2 separate regions of the Sus scrofa genome follow, and region 2 is linked to region 1. A link is a contact called in public Hi-C data. All regions are on one chromosome and are shown on one strand. Each heading gives the region's core, a stretch centred on a gene start, on an enhancer-like site or on the middle of the called end of the contact. The rest is flanking DNA. Distances are from core to core; before and after follow the strand shown. Region 1 overlaps BNC2 (zinc finger protein basonuclin-2). Region 2 has its middle 540 kb from the start of CCDC171.

Region 1 (3,563 bases), core at 231-2,730:
GTTACAGTCTGACAGCTGAAGATGCTTTTAAAATCTTTCTAGTCACTTAGAGCAGAACTATGGGGCACAGGCTTGGTGGTTCTAAAAGGCAGGTCCTATCAATCACAGAAACAGCAAGTCTCGGGGTTATGGGGGAAGATTGTGAGGAGTGGGGGAGAGAGGCAAGGAGAAGGGGGGGGAGCTGCTGCTCTGTCCAGTTTACATTTGTCACCAGTGACTAGCTTTTAAAAAATGTATTAGCTGTGCATGGTGGTAAGTAAGATCCAGCTGCAGGGGATTACGGCTTTGAGTGGGTCGGGGAGCTTGGAATGCATTCAGTTCCATCAGGGATTTGTGTCCCTCGTCATCAGCCTTAGCATTGCTAAAGCAGTAAAGATTAAGAACAGACCAGTGTCACCTGCCTTGAACTTTGAAAAAACCTTGGAGCCATTAAACAAAAGGGGGTGGGTGGGTTAGAAAGTGTCCCTGTCTCTGTCCCTGAGTGTTTATCCCATGGCACGTATGAAATAAATGGAAACCCATAAGCTCAGGTGAAAGGCCTGTCTCGGATTGCATTATTCCCACAATTTGCCCTATGTGTGTGTCCTCATCATAATTTAAGCTGAAAAACACCTTCCACAAATAACTTTCTGTTCATGAACACTTTGTGTATGTGTGTGTGTGTGGGGGGGTGTTTCCAAATCAAGATGAACAGTCAGTCAGTCGTTAAGAGGGAATGTGCCTGAGAAGTTGAGTCTCACTTCACAGGAGAAAAAGCTTTTTTGCCTGGTGTGGTTTTAGTGACCATCCCCCCTCCCTAACCAGAAAGTTAAGAGAACACCACAAAGGTTTACTTTTTTCAGGGATTTTGAAATTCAGCATACATGCCAGCAAGCAGTTTAGAGGCAGGAAGTCTTTTCTAGTAGTGCAGTCATGAACTGGTAAACTAGAAGCATCTGTAAAAATTTAGAGGGAATATCAGCTTTCTCAAAGCTCCAGCCCAAGTGTAATGAGGTGCAAATGATAGCACTGCATAACCCTTCCCCACCCCAGTCGTGGAATGAGATATACTGAGTCAGAAATAAGGAGGAAGACAAGGATTTCAGAACTCCACTTCACTGAAACAAATTTCATTTTTCAGCTGAAATGGCTTTCGGATGACTAAGGATAGCCTCAACGTTTAGGTCAATGAGTAGTAAACAAATGATTTTCTGCTTAGCATCTGTAGATGCCATTTCTGAAAAGTGGTGGCTTTGGGGGTGTGGGTGCGTGAAATGTCATACCTACTCATTTGGCTGAGTAAGTTCACAAGAGTTTGTAGTTTAAAATAAACTTCATCTGATTGGTATCTTTGGCAGGCACCTCTCTTTTACAGAGAGAAAATAAAGGGGGATAAGGAAAAAAGATGTGATTTGTTTGAAGGAACACATCTGGGGTGTGATCTGCTGTATCTTAACACCAGATGGCAGATTTAGGCTGACGACTAAACCCACGTTAGCCTGGTCAGACAGTATCTTCCTGTGTCCCCGTCCATGCACAGGAGGTAGAACACTCATTGGCACTCAGGGCTAGCAGTTCTTCTATCTGTGCCTTTGGGCTGTTTCACTACCTCTCTACTGTTTATAGACAAGGCTGGCTTCCCTTGGCAACCCCTGAAACAGGTTCCCTCTGTGGCTCATACCTTTTCAAAGGTATGTTTTTGTCAAGGCAGAGGTGTGGTGCCTTGAGGTGACTGGTGCTTGTCATGACAGGCATGGCATTAGCTGGGCTGAGCAGTGACTAAAAGTGACAGCAGTAGTTTGCAGCGCCTGGGGGCCTCTCCGTCAGCACGCCTGCTGGAGCTTTGAGACTAGGGAAGCACCTCTGAACACCTTCGCTTACCTTGAAGATAACAGTTGTGGAAACTGGGACCAGGAGTGATTGAGGCCTCCTCCAGCCTTTATCTTCTTGCAGTAGTGTTTACTTGAGAGAGTGTCACACATGTGGCTGAAAGAAAGAATGCATGTAGCCTGTCCATGGCCACAGAAGGGGGTCTTTGAATTTCCATAAGTTTTGAGTCTTAAATTCTGCCATTAGACCTCATTAACACTAGTTTCTTGGCGTACTGTCCTGTCATAAAATGATCAAATATTTTTTAAAAAAACCAGACCCTCTCAATTATATACTTCAGGGAAAAGAGCCAATAAATAACACATTTTCCCTCACTGTTGTTTGATATGGTACCTTGTCAAGGATAGAAATCAGAACCTATCTGTGTTACTGATTCCCAAAGGACTTTGTCAGACATTTCCTATCACTTTCAACTATTGGGGATCTTTGTAGATTTTCCAGAATTATTCTTAAGATACTCACGAATGATTAATGGACATGTGTAATCTGTGCAGAGGGCTGTGCATTCATTTAATCCATTCTACAAACTGAGATTAGTTGAAACTGTCTGTAGGCATCTTAGAAGGTCACAATTCTGATATAATGTTGTAGAAGCTGTTAGGGATTTGAATGAAATTTCTACAACACCTCCATAGAGAGGGAAAAAAGGCCTTTAGGGGAAGTCAATGAATGTTCTTTTGGGGTAGAATTTGAAGTTGCTCCCTGAGCTTTTTCTCCTTTCATAGTTTGTCTTTCCATTTAAAAGATCATATAGTCTACCTATTCAAAAAACAAAAAATTTCTGTGTACCATATGGTATTGAACATATTGAAATCAAGGCAGTCAAAACTGTTCCTCTGTGGACTTTAAATTTGTTTTCCTTTAGGTAAAAATTTCACTTGTAGGAGTTCCCACTGTGGCACAGTGGGTTAAGCCACAGCTGTGGTATAGGTTGCAGATATGGCTCGGATTCCATCTCTGGCCTGGGAACTTCCATATGTCACAGGCAGAGCCAATAAAAGGGGGGAAAAAAGTTTCTTGCATGCCATCATAGAACTATTTCCTTTGTGATTTTTTTTTTTTTGGCTTTTTTCCTTAAGGCCAAACCCATGGCATATGGAAGGTTCCAGGCTAGGGTTGAGTTGGAGCTGCAGCGGCCCACCTACACCACAGCCACAGGAACATGGGATCTGAGCTGAGTCTATGACCTACACCATAGCTCATGGCAACACTGGATCCTTAACCCACAGAGCCAGGCCAGGGATCAAACCCACATTCTCATGGATACCAGTCAGATTCATTTCTGCTGAGCCACAATGGGAGCTGCTATAATATATTTTGACATATAGACTTTTCTACTTGGTATTTGAGGAAAAGAATTTGTTGGTTAGAGAATTTAATGAGAGTACTAAGTAAGAGCTTGTTTCCTAGTAAACTCTTTAATAGGGTTCTTACACATGAAAAAACAAAAAAAACAGACAAATTAGCTGATCCTCTTCAGGAGGCTTAGCTCAGTTTCCTGCTATGAAGAAGATCTGTTTGATAATTTGGATGAGAGGGCTGATACGGTTTTAATCATTGTGTGGAGGAGGACTTCCATTGACGAGGCAAAATCATTCGTAAGTTCTTGAAACTACTTGACCAGTCATTTGAAAAGGAGCATGTCAATTAATTGTAAGTTAAATTCATAGCTTTTTTTGTGTGTTCAGGGCTTC
Region 2 (3,846 bases), core at 866-3,365, 640 kb after region 1:
CAGATTCCGAGCCAGACTATCTGGCCACACCCCAACTCACTGGTGTTGCTAGCTGCATGCCTCAGTTTCCCCATCTGCGAAATGGAGATACCACTAGTCCTTGGCCCAGGGAGGTGCTACAATCATGAAATAGGTTCATATTCAGAATCTGCCTGGAACAGTGCCTTTCAAGTAATAACTCCTATATAAATGATTGTCAAACAAAAGGTGTATAATGCAGGTGGGTAGCATTATTCTCGAGAGTAATCCTGGGCAATCACAAGGAATCATGAATAATTCTTCTTCCTCTATTTCTTACCAGGTAGAAGAAGGAGAAACACACACACAAAGATGATGACCAGATGCTTCAGACTCTTTCTATCCTGGGGATCCTTTTACTGGATCTCATTGATCATCTCTCTCTGTTTTTTATTTTTGTTTTTGTTTTGCTTTTTAGGGCCACACCCAGAGCGTATGGAGGTTCCCAGGCTAGGTGTTATTGGAGCTACAGCTGCCGGTCTACACCACTGCTTATGGCAATGCTGGATCCTTAACCCTTAACCCACTGAGCGAGACCAGGGGTGGAACCCACATCCTCATAGATCCTAGTCAGGTTTGTTAACTGCTGAGCCATGAAGGGAATTCCTTGATAATCTCTTAATTATATGTTGTAATAGCATTTTAACCTGTGGCAAGTCACTTTGGACAGCAGTCTCTTCACCTGCAAAGCCTCTGAGATGATTTTTTAAGACTAGTTTTAGTATAGATTAAGACCAGATACAGACAATTTTCAAACCTCATTTCTTTTTTCTTTTTATGGCCACACCTCGGGGCACATGGAAGTTCTGTGCTAGGGGTCACATCAGAGCTGCATCTGCAGGCTTATGCCATAGCCACAGCAACACCATATCCAAGCCACATCTGTGACCTGCACCACAGTTTGCAGTAATGCCAGATCCTTAACCCACTGAACGAGGCCTGGGATCAAATTCACATCTTCACAGAGACAATGTTGGGTCCTTAACTTGCTGAGCCACAGTAAGAGTCCCTCAAACCTCATTTTTAACACCAGTTGCAACCTCTTCCATCTAACCCCACCCCTACTTAAAAAAATTAGAGCTGTTAAAAAGTCGAGCACTTGACTGCTTTAGCTCCCTTTTCTTCTTTTTTCTTTCCCACATGTTCTATTGGATGCATAACCAGCAGTGAAATAGCAGAAAGTGGGGTGATCAGGGTCATGAGATAAGTCAACCAATGGACTTTACATAATCTATGCATTAGGATCAAAGCCAGATGGAGATATGACAACTATAGTGGGAAGCCTCACAATTGAGTGTTCCTCCAAAATGATTTTCTTTAAATATCTGTTCAATATTGTGCAGAGGGGTGGGAGGAGAGGGAGAGGACAACAAACACCACTAGGCCCCTCCTCTGTTCTTCGAACAATTCTGCTTGGTCTCAAATTTGCATACCCTGCTCAGATAAACAAAACCTTGGCAGTCAACCAGACCTGCCCTCATTTGAAGACAAAGTGACATGCAACTGTTGAGAAACCCCAACCCACTGCAAACAGCATTTCTTTTAAATATTTCAACTACACAAATACTTCTGATAAATATAATTTTCTCCATCTTGTTATATTTCCAATAAGATCTAGCACCCCAGCAATGTTCTATGAAGCCCTTATGAAGAAGTGTCTCCAGAAATTGCACTCTGACTCACTTCTGAAGCTGGTTTTGATTAGCAGGAAAGTTTTCAACAGAAGTCTTTCTAGCTATGGGTCAGGAAGCTCCAAGACACTATTTGCCCGCACTCTTGTCTTCTGGAATGGCCCTGTATTCCTCTTGGAAGGTCTTCTCATTCCAGGAACAATCAGGAAGATGCATGATTTCCTAAGTTTACCTCCACACTCAGTGGCCAGAGCAAGCTTGGTGGTTTCCATAGGAAAATATTCTTTGCCCTCTTTTTCCTTCTCAGCCTCATTGACCTAACCTTGCCATCATAATGTGGACTTTAAGAACCCATGTCTTCTGTAGTGCCTTTGGGCCTTCACAGAAATATTAGAGCATGCACAGGGTTATTTTAGAACAAAGGAGTGCCTTACTGGATTCTAATTCTTTGAAAGTTAGTCATACATGGAGGACTTCTGTAGCAATCGTTTGTTAACCAAAATATTTAACTAACCACCATAACCTTACATAGTCAGGCTAGATAGGAGTTTTCTGTGTCAATGATGTGTTGCAATATGTAGCATCCTTCATGTAGAAAGATGGTTCTTGTCATTAAGATATGCTTTAAGGCTTCCTATCCAGCCCTAATAAAGTGAATGAAGTTTAACCAGCTTGACTGTAACCAGCCAAACATAGCAGTGGGACAGCTGGCCAGGTCAGAGCTGGCTGTGGTCACTGTCTATGGCATGGATCAAAGAAAAGGAAACTCAACCACGTTGGAAATGAACCTAAGACGCAACCTCATTCCCTGCATGCTTCGAGCAACACAGCTAACTAGACACAGGCAGACATAGATATTTTTCTCTTTCTTACACATCCACAACTGTTCCCTTCAAGGTCTATTTGGTACAGGAATTTCCGTTTGGAGATGGAGCAAAACCAGACTGTGGGCACGACCTGTGTAAAACTCAGATGTGAATATTACAGAAAGCTTGCTCACATCCACCAGAATGTATGAGAGGCCCTGTGGGAAAATCCCGGCAGCTCTCCACTCCCTAGCCTCAGTGTTCACAATTCGCTGTCCAGACTGTGTTCTGATATCTCTCTTACCTTGTCTTTTTTAACGAGCTCCTACTCATGCTTTACAGCCCAATTCAAATATCTCCTTTTTCAGGATGACTTTTACAACTCTCACCATCACCACCCAGGCAAAAGGAGGCTCCTCCTCTCTGGGTTCTTTCAGCTTTTGGTTTATGTTCCTTTCATCTCAGCTCCACCAGTTCCTTTCTGTCCTCATAAATCAATGGGGGTCAAATCAGTACCACCTCAGGGGGTTGCTATGACTTGCATGTGGAGCCCTTCTGAGAATGATAGGCTTACAGTGAGGGCTCAATAAATCTTAATACAGTTGTTAGAGCACTGGGTGCAGTGTGTTGTAATTATCTACTTGCTGTATTTGTGACTGTTCTCCTTAGAAGAATGACCATATATTTTCAAGGTACCTTCAGAGCAATCCTATAATCCACCTCTGATGAGGTATATAACTAAGGAAAATCTTCATCATTCTGGTTTCCTTACATGAATGTTAGAATCAAGCATTTCTTAAATGACTTTGAGATTCCTCAGTGCTCTAGTGGACCTGCATGGTGGTCATAAAATATGACCACAAATACTTTGATACCCCCTCCTTCAAGAAGTAGACCCTGATTCCCTCCCTAAATGTAAGTGTATTCAGCAACTCAAGTCTAATGAATGGAATGATGGTGTGACTTCCCAGATCAGGACATAAAAAGGCAAGGGCTTCCTCCTTGCTCTTTATCTTGGATCCCTTGCTATGGAGGGAGCCAGCTGCCATGTTGTAGGGATGTTCAAGCAGCCCCACGGTGGGGGGAAGGCCCATGTGGTAAGGAAGCAGGGCCTCCTGCCAACAGCCATGTGAATGGATCAGGTCACTGTGGAAGTGAGTCCTCTAGCCCCAGTCAAACCTTTAGATGCTACACCATTTAAGAGATCTTGCAGCCTCTAATTTCACCCAATAACACACTTGGGGTGTAATTTCTGTCTAACATTGATATGCCTTTTAGAAGAAGATGAGAAGGCAGAGAAGAGAGGTGGTAATTCCATGTATAGCTTTTCATCTTGGGGACAGAGTCATCTCTCGTCATCTCTCACCAGGGCTGGCCAGGTTGCCACTCAT

The links. A called contact is a pair of places that touch in the nucleus more often than the background predicts.
Region 2: a contact with region 1 is called in a Hi-C map of embryonic fibroblasts, with 2.4 times the contacts expected there. The contact joins two enhancer-like sites. A contact is called at or near these places in 3 of 47 Hi-C or Micro-C datasets (embryonic fibroblasts, fetal heart ventricle and fetal skeletal muscle).

What each region holds. Positions count from the first base shown.
Region 1 is chr1:205,966,176-205,969,738 of Sscrofa11.1, forward strand. The region is part of intron 1 of BNC2 (zinc finger protein basonuclin-2); the gene reads left to right. Among named protein-coding and RNA genes, the nearest start is that of BNC2, 43 kb to the left of the region's middle. Within about 2 kb of position 1,481, at least 8 of the 83 cell types and tissues checked have an H3K27ac peak or open chromatin away from gene starts, as enhancers often do. A contact at or near this core is called in embryonic fibroblasts, where this site is marked.
Region 2 is chr1:206,604,891-206,608,736 of Sscrofa11.1, forward strand. No RefSeq gene overlaps it. Among named protein-coding and RNA genes, the nearest start is that of CCDC171, 540 kb to the right of the region's middle. Within about 2 kb of position 2,116, at least 4 of the 83 cell types and tissues checked have an H3K27ac peak or open chromatin away from gene starts, as enhancers often do. A contact at or near this core is called in embryonic fibroblasts, where this site is marked.